Linked DNA regions of Macaca mulatta: region 1 is linked to region 2. Evidence: chromatin contacts called from public Hi-C data. All regions are on one chromosome and are shown on one strand. Each heading gives the region's core, a stretch centred on a gene start, on an enhancer-like site or on the middle of the called end of the contact. The rest is flanking DNA. Distances are from core to core; before and after follow the strand shown. Region 1 holds the start of LOC106993593. Region 2 has its middle 21 kb from the start of NTMT1.

The links. Hi-C and Micro-C count contacts between places; a contact is called where the count stands out from the background.
Region 1: a contact with region 2 is called in a Hi-C map of CD4 T cells, with 2.4 times the contacts expected there. The contact joins the promoter of LOC106993593 here to the enhancer-like site in region 2. A contact is called at or near these places in 5 of 14 Hi-C or Micro-C datasets (CD4 T cells, blood, fetal cortex germinal zone and 2 more).

Annotation. Positions count from the first base shown.
Region 1 is chr15:18,135,087-18,139,509 of T2T-MMU8v2.0, reverse strand. LOC106993593 reads left to right here and starts at 1,971. Exons shown (of 3, transcript XM_077967900.1): 1 at 1,971-2,944. The coding sequence starts at 1,986. The coding sequence ends at 2,735. All of the region lies in intron 6 of LOC114672715 (a long non-coding RNA gene), which reads right to left. LOC106993592 reads left to right here and starts at 3,985. Exons shown (of 2, transcript XM_077967905.1): 1 at 3,985-4,359; 2 at 4,361-4,423. The coding sequence starts at 3,985.
Region 2 is chr15:18,017,093-18,021,070 of T2T-MMU8v2.0, reverse strand. No RefSeq gene overlaps it. Among named protein-coding and RNA genes, the nearest start is that of NTMT1, 21 kb to the right of the region's middle. Within about 2 kb of position 2,385, at least 10 of the 40 cell types and tissues checked have an H3K27ac peak or open chromatin away from gene starts, as enhancers often do. A contact at or near this core is called in CD4 T cells and blood, where this site is marked.

The sequences.
Region 1 (4,423 bases), core at 722-3,221, 120 kb before region 2:
GTCCTTGAGGACAGATCACCCTATGAAAGAGCCCCAGCCACCGTGCTAGGTGCTGTATGGGCAGTGTCTCTTGATCTGAATATAAACCTGAAAAAAAAAAAAGTTATTTTCCCAGTTTTGCAGATCAGGAAATAGAGGCCCTCACAGTGAGGAGGGAGGGGGATTCTCACCCAGGATGGACCCACCCAGGGGTGCGGACCGGACCACTAGGCTGTACTGCCTCAGGCCCTTTAGGAGAAAATCCGTCCTCCCAGTCTCCCCAGGTCTCTTGCCTTTGGCCTGCTCTGGTTCCTGTTATAGAATGGGGGCTGCAGGTGGGCGCGCCTCTGAGCTAGTCCCCCGTCCTTGGGCCGCCTCTCCTAGGCAAACTCCTATTTAACCGGTGAAGGTAAATAAATTATTGCTTCCTCTCCCAAGTCCTCTGGCTGCACCCCTGTCCTCTTCTCTGTGTTCCTGTGGAGCTCCCAAAGGGAGGGGAGAAAAGGCTCAGGGGACATGGCTGGGACACGACTTCCAGCCCAGCCCTGTGTGGGCAGAGACGAGGGAACAGTCCGCCTATTCTCGGCTGGACGTGAGAGGGAGGATGGCCTTGGCTCAACCCAGGGCAAGGCAGGCTGACCAGCCTCTGGGGTTATTTAGATTGGCGGCCAGAGGAGGACAAGTTGCAGGAGAGAGAAGCAAAGATTCAGGCTGCCTAGTGTGGCCACCGCCCCGTCAACCCTAAGATGATCGCAGCCCCTTTCTGGCCACCGAATGTGGGCACCCCAGACCTCTGCGGCAAGGCTGGGTGAGAGCTGTCTTTTGTGCACAGGTGCCCCTAGTCCCCCACCCCTAGTGAGCATTCACACACAGAGGTGAACAGCCCCCTTGTGGGCCTGGAGGCGCCTAGGCCAGGTAGAGATGACCAGAGTGGGAAGCAGAGAATCCCCAGTGCCTAGCACAGTGACTGGCACTGAAGGATTTGTTGGATGAATGAATGAATGATTGCCTGACCTCAGGCCCAGGGAGCAAGGTGTGGTGTGCAGGGTGGCCCCTGGGAGGCTTCAGGGATGGGGAGGGGACGGAGGGGGACTGGGAAAGCCACAAGAAGGCAGCCCTATCCGATGACTCACTTGGGAGGGAAACAGAAGGTGGGCTGTTCTGGGGAAACATCCCCGCTGATGCCCGGGCACCCAGGAGCTTCCAGGTACCCCCAGATCACCCCAGTGAGGACACTCCACAATTCCCCTGGAGGCACCACAGTGGGGCTGTTAAACCCAGGGACTTAGGATTCAGACACTTCTGGGCTCCAGTTCACCCCTCATTGGCTGGACCAGTTGCCTCAGTTTCCCCATCTGCACGGGGCACGGATAGGACCACGTGCTGCACAGGTTTGCTGGGAAGGACACATAAGAGGTGCCCGCTCAGCACATCCTGTCTGCCATTGTTACAAACAACAGCACGGGAGAGCCGGGAGCAGAGCCTGCCAAACGCAGGACCCTGGTCTCCCGCTCCCCTGTGCTGCTGACCTATGGGGTGGCTTTGGACAAGGCACAGCCTCTCTCCAGGCCTTAGTTTCCCCATTTGTACAGTCAGGCCCTGCTAACTTGGACAGGCTTTGGCCCCTCTCCAAGCCCCACAGACACATCAGAGACGTGCACACACGGCCCTGGGACTGCCGACAGTCACACAGGCACGCATAGGCACGTAGGCACAGGCACACAGACGTAGGCACAGACTCACACTCGGCCCCCACCCTGCGCCCTCCCCACTCACACTCGCTCACACTCATGCTCACACACCACCCCGCTCCCCGAAATCTGCTGAGCACCAACGGTTGGTGCGAGCGGGGTTGGGAACGGGAAGAAAAAAGCCCAAGACTCAGCCCAGGAAGAGGGGTGCGGTGGGGGGAGGGCGGGCGAGGGAAATGACAGCCCGCGGTCCCCCTCGAGTCCTGGCTCATGAATATTAATGCGGCGGTAATTAAAATGCAGGCACGCAGCAGGATGGATGCGGCTGCCTCCGGAGCGCGGGGGAGCGCGGCGTCTTTGCAGGCGGGTGGAGCCGGCTCCTCGCCGGCGAAAAGCGGGGCCGGGCTCCGGGGCCTGGGTCCGGGGCGGGCGGGAGGGGGGGACATTTTTCGTGGTTCCGAGCGCCCCGTCCCGGTGTTCCCGCCCCCGCCCCGCGGCCGCCCCTCCGCGCCCTATCCCTGGCCGGGCCGCCCGCCAGGCCGCCGTTTCCCGGAGCCGGCCCCCTCCCGCCCTCGCGGCCGGCTGATGTCATCTGCACACAACTTTCCGCTTCCCGGCCCGTCTCGGGGCCCTGAGTCATCGCCGCCCCCGGCCCCGACGCTGGCCTGCGGCGTCTGTTTGTGCAGAGCGAGGCCCCGCCGGCCGGGCCTGACGTCAGGCTGGCAGGGCCTGGAACGGCCCCGCGCCGCTGCCCCCTGGGGGCAGGACAACACCGCTGGGGGCCGAGGGCAGGGCTCGCCCTCGGAATCCGGCTTCGAAGCCGGCGCCACCTTGTGCCGGCCGCCTGACCTGAGGCAACTCTGTGCTTTCAACTCTCTGAACTTCGGTTTCCTCATCTGCCAGTTGGCAGACGCTCAGCGAATCTTCCTAGACTCACGGGGCGAATTGTACAGTTGGGTAAATCGAGGCCCAGAGATGGGAAAAGGACTGTCCAAGGTCGTACAGCCACCCGGAATTACAGTTCCTTTCTGCCGGGTCACACGCTGCCTTCCACGTGTTACCTAAGAAAGCTTTCCAGCCTGTGCTGAGAAAACCGCCCCACATCATCTGTGGCAGGACTGGGGGGCTGGAGCCCTGGTCAGGCCACTCTGCTTCTGGCCACAGTTTTCTCATCTCTAAAAAGGCGCAGTAACAATATAATGACCGTGTGGAGTCCCCCAGGATACAGGGTCAAAGGAGAGCACAACCATCGCAGTTTCAAGCCCATGGGGCAGGTGAGTCACTATTGTCACTACTGGGGTCACTGTTGAAGCCACTAAGGTCACTGTTGAAGTCAGGTGAGAGGGCCCTCTTGGAGTCAGACCACCTGGGTTCAAATTCTGGCTCCTGCTTCCAGCTCCTTTCCTCTGACCCCCCGTGGGACCCGAACCCGGACCCCTTCCACGGTCACCACCGTCACGGTCCCACCCTTCAAGGTCTCAAACACCCCTCCCCTGTTTCTGGCAGGAGCTGTCCTCACTCCCTCTATGGCCTCTCCAGGCCCAGACTTCACCCTCAGGTCACCCTCACCCCTCGGTGCCCTCCAGCCAGTGGGCCTGGGAAGACGTGTTCATGCTGGAAATGCCTGCCCAGCCCTTGCCCAGTTATACAGAGCAAGTGCTCCAGAAATCTCCTGAGCCCCAGTTTACTGAGGGGAAACTAAGAACCTTCCGGCAACAGCTCTTGAGCTGAGCAGGGATCAGGCTCGGGTCTGGGATCCCAGGCCCTGCAGCCTCCCAGAGGCTTGGTTGAAAGCTCTGGCTCTCACTCCCCCACCTCCACCCAGCACCTGCCCGGTCCAGGCTCACCCCCCACCCCTCCACCTGGTCAGTGGTGGCTTGGCCTCCTCTCAGCCCCTCCATCCCTCTTGGCTGTACACACCCTCAAGCTAATGGAACTCAAACTGGTGGAGGAAGGCCTGCCCTATCCCTCCCAGGCCCTGCCTCTCGCTCCCTGTCCCCAGCCTCACTGGACCACTTTCAAGTCCTCCAGTGCTGCAGGCTCCCTCTTCATGCCTCCAGGCCTTTGCACGTGCTGGTTCCTCTCCCGTTTTCCTGGTTAACTCCTCCACCTCCATCCGAGCTAGGCTCTTCCCCTGGAGAGTGTCCCAGTTAGCACCACCCCACAACACACACACACACCAGCATACACTCTCCACATCACAGGGACCACATCCCACACAGGCACGGACACACTGCATGACACAGATCACAGGCACAAAAGTGCATGCTCTAGCGTGCATGCATGCACGCACAGACACACACTCACACTCCATATGCTGATACACTTATCCCCCCACCACAACATCACACAGACCATTCGACACACTCCTCACGTCCTCTGGCCACACAGTAAACACACGCACACCACAGAGCTCATGTCTGGGCTGGCCTGGTGCCCTCCTCTGGGCTCCTGCCCCCAGCCTTGGCATTTACCCCCCATTGAGGGCAGGGACCAATCCATCTCCATTTTCCTCCCTTTCAGCTCAGGGCCCTGCACCAAGTCTCTCCCAGTTATTGCTTGGACCCGGACCCCTCCCACAGTCACCACTGTCACAGTCCCACCTCCTTCAAGGTCTCAAACACCCCTCCCCTGTTTCTGGCAGGAGCCATCCTCACTCCCTCTATTGCCTCTCCAGGCCCAGACTTCCACCCTCAGGTCACCCTCACCTGGGCTTTAGGGTGCCACATACCCAGCCCCAGGCCCTGGCCTCT
Region 2 (3,978 bases), core at 1,136-3,635:
CCTCAGCCTCCCAAGTAGCTGGGATTACAGGCATGCGCCACCACACCTGGCTAATTTAAAAAATATATTTTTAGTAGAGATGGGGTTTCACCATGTTGGCCAGGCTGGTCTCAAACTCCTGAGCTCAAGTGATCTGCTCGCCTCGGTCTGCCAAAGTGCTGGGATTACAGGCCTGAGCCACCGAGCTGGCCAGGGGTGAGCAATTCTTACTCCTTGTCTAGGGAAGGAGGGAAGGAGAGTGAAGGGAGAGGAAGGACAGGAAGGAGGAGGGAGTCAGAGGAGAAGAAAGCGGGAAGGAGGAGGAAAGAGAGAGGGAAAAACAGAGAGAAGACGGAGACAGGAGGCAAGTAGAAGGGAGGGAGAGAAGGGAGAAGAGAGGAAGGGGGAAGGGAAGAGAGAAAGGAAGGAGGGAGGAAGGAAGGAGGGGAGGGAGGGAGACATGAGGGAGTTAAGGGGGAGGGAGGGAACAAGAGGAGAAAGCAAAGGAGAGAAAAGGGAGGGAGGAAGGAAGGGTAAGAAGGGAGGAAGAAGAAAATTAGGGGGTAGAAGGAAGGGGGCAAGAATGTGGAGGGAGGGGAGAAATGAGAGGAGGAGGGGGAGAATGATGGAGGGGAGAATGAGGGAGGGGAGGAGGGGAGGGGGAGAGGAAGAGGGAAGGGGGAGGAAGCTGTGCTGAGTGGCAGTCACTGGGGAGGGGTGTCCCCACTGTCTGTCACTTCCCTCATAATGGTATCAGCTCCTCCCCGCTGCTGGCCTTGGGCCAGGGATCTCCAGGTGGCGCCCACCTAATCCTCACAAAGGACTTGACCTCAGTCACCCAGCTCACCAGACCCCAAGCCTGGGCAGCTCGCCTGAGGTCTTCCACCCCAGGCCCTCCCTGGGCCTAACCCACGGGTTGACTCAGGAGCCAGGTGCCATGCGTGTCCATGCATCCATGCGTGTGCTCTGAGTGTGTATGCAAGCGTGCGTGTGTGGTTAGGTGTGCAGAACTGGGCAGGACTGGCTGGGCTTGGATCCTAGCTTTGCCACTTCCTGGCTGTGTGACCTTGGGTGAGTGACCCAACCTCTCTGTGCCTCAAGTGTGAGGAGTAATGGAGTTAATCAGAGAAATCCCACAGCACAGTGCTGTGTTCAACTTTATCTACTATGATTATTATTCCAAAAGGGCTGACCATGAGATTTCTTTAGGAATGGGCTCTAAACTGGAGGGAGGGGTTCGAGGATGGGTCTCAGAAGGTTCTAGAAGGGCCTAGAACTGGTTGTAAAGTTTTTGTTGTGGGGTGGGTGTTTTTCTGGACAAAGCAGGTCCTGAGCTTACAGCATTCTCATGACCCCCTAAGGTTGTGTCCCTTGCACCAGGGTGGATGGCACCTCCAGTACTTTGGAGGTTTCATCCCACACAACTTTTTATTTTTTTATTTATTTTTAATTAATTAATTTATTTTTTAAAGAGATGGTGCTGGGGCCGGGGGGTGGGGGGGGTCTCACCTTGTGGATCAGTCTGGTCTCAAGTTCCTGGCTTCAAGCGATCTTCCTGCCTTAGCCTCCCAAAGTGCTGGGGTTACAGGTGTGAGCCACACACAGTTTTTGAGGGGCTGCTGTCACTTGCCTGTGGCTAGTCAGGACAGGACCCAAGTTGTCCTGCAGACCTGCCACAGTCGCCCACAAGTGGGGCCACACGTGCTCAGAGAAAGTGAGCCCCTTCACTCGGGAATTCTTTAAAGGCTGAGACAGCAACACACTTTGTATCTAAACCAGCGCCCTTCTCCAGGATAGGGAGGCACAAAACCAGATTTCAAAGGCGAGCTTTGGATAAACAAACACAATTAAAATAATGCTTCAAACCCAAATGGTGAACAGAGCAGCAGCCCCAGGCACGTTCAGCCAGCTGATGCTGGCCCTGCCTGGCGACCAGACAGGCCCAGGGGGCACTCCAGGAGCCTCAGTGGTACAGCTGGAGCCTAGGAGACCAGGCCCCCAAATCTGCCCCACGCCCCCAGCGAGCCACCTAGCCCGACCCATCCTCCAGGCCTAGCGGGGACTCCTGCCAGCTCCATCCTGTGGCTCTGTCAGGCTGAGAGACTCCATTGCCCAAACCTCACCTGCTGAAGTTGGGGGCTTCTCCATCTGGCATCAGGGAGATTGTAAGTCTGTGCTGAGGGGCAGTGCCCACCTGGGGAAACATGAGCCTGCTCCTGGGGGGGCCACTGCAGCTTGGTGAGTTCCCACCCTGGTTCTGCTGTGTGGCCTCAGGACAGTGGCTGCACCTCTCGGAGCCTCGTGTGGAAATGGAAATCATCACAGTACCTTTGTGGCTCCCTCCTTGGCAGCCCTTGCAATTAGGGCAGGAGAGAAGCTGTGAGGAGGCTGAGGGGGTTTGGTGAGCACGCGGAAGGACGTGGATTCCACTGTGCCAAGGCCAGGCTCTACGCCCGGACCACCGGAACACCCACACTTGCCGTGTGACACTCTGGGCTCCGGTTTCTCCATCTATACAATTCAGTGGCCTTGAGAGAGCCTTGTATGATTTCCTGGTCGGACTGTGAAGTGAGAAGCTAAGTGCAGAAGAGTGTGTACAATACAGAATGTACGTGAAATCCTCACGAAAATACGAAAACCACGCATGCGCAGGCCTCCGTGTGTGCACAGAATACCTCTGGGAGGTACACAGGAAACTGGGTTACCCAGTGGGAGGGACCAGGGTTAGGTGAGAGACCAGCAGGGAGGGGCTTTCTTCCCACTGGTTTCTCGTTTGTGCCTTCCAAATGCTGTGCACAAGTATGCTATCTAGTCAATATTCAGGTGTAGGGGTATTTTTAAAGGCCTCTGGTCAGGCACGGTGGCGCACGCCTGTAATCCCAGCACTTTGGGAGGCTGAGGCAGGCGGATCACTTGAAGTCAGGAGTTCAAGACCAGCCTGGCCAACATGGTGAAACCCTGTCTCTACCGAAAATACAAAAATTTCCAAACGTGGTGGCACATGCCTGTAATCCCAGCTACTTGGGAGGCTGAGACAGGAGAATCGCTTGAACCTGTAAGGTGGAGGACGCAGTGAGCCGAGATCGCACCACTGCACTCTGCACAGTGCGAGAGTGTCTCAAAAATAAAAATAAAAGTCCTCTCAGAGCTTTGCTGCTCCTGACCTGCCTGGTGCTGGCCCAGCTCCCAGGGAGCTGCGCTGAGGTGTCCTGGGGAGCCACGGCAGGGTTTTGGGGTCAGGCAGGACAAAGCTCACTCCTGACTGTCCTCTCCAGGGAGCTGCCCATCTGACCAGCCTCACTCCAGCCCCTCGGCCTCTCTGCCTGGCCGATTCTTCCAGGAGACCCTCTGCAACCCTCCTGCCAGCCCTCCGCCCAGCCGCAGCTCAGCATTGCCGTAGTTTAGTGCCTGTGTATGGGGCAGTTAAATCTGTGGGACCCAGGGCAAAATGAAAAGCAGGACCTCTTGTTCCTGATGTATTGCAAATTTCAAGATGGCAACCGCACAGCAGGAAGCCTGTGCAGGGCCCTTCTAAGTCTGGGGCCCTGTGCACCTGCAGGGGTCACACACCTGTGCAGCCGGCCCATCTGTATCTCCCCAGTCCAGACACAAGCTCCCTGGGACAGAGTTTGCCAGGATAGCCAGCCTGGACATACTGGCTATGGCCCTGCTGTCCATGGCCTTGCTGGGCTAGTGGAAATCTAGGCCAGCTTCCTAGAGGAGGAAACCTCAGCCTCAGAGAAGGCAGCTGCTCTGTGCTCCCCTGCACAGGTGCCTGGGCCTCCCTTTCTTATACGATTTCTTATCTGGAGCTCAGCTGTGTGACCCTGGTCAAGGTACTTAACCTCTCTGTGGCCTGGCTTCTTGATCTGCAGGGGTTGGGCCTACTCCCGAGTCGTGCCCTCCTTCAAGGGGAGGTAAGCTTTAAGCACGGGAGTGTTTAGAGCAGCATCTGCAAATAGCACTTGCTCCATAGCGTTCATCATGATTCCTCTGTGA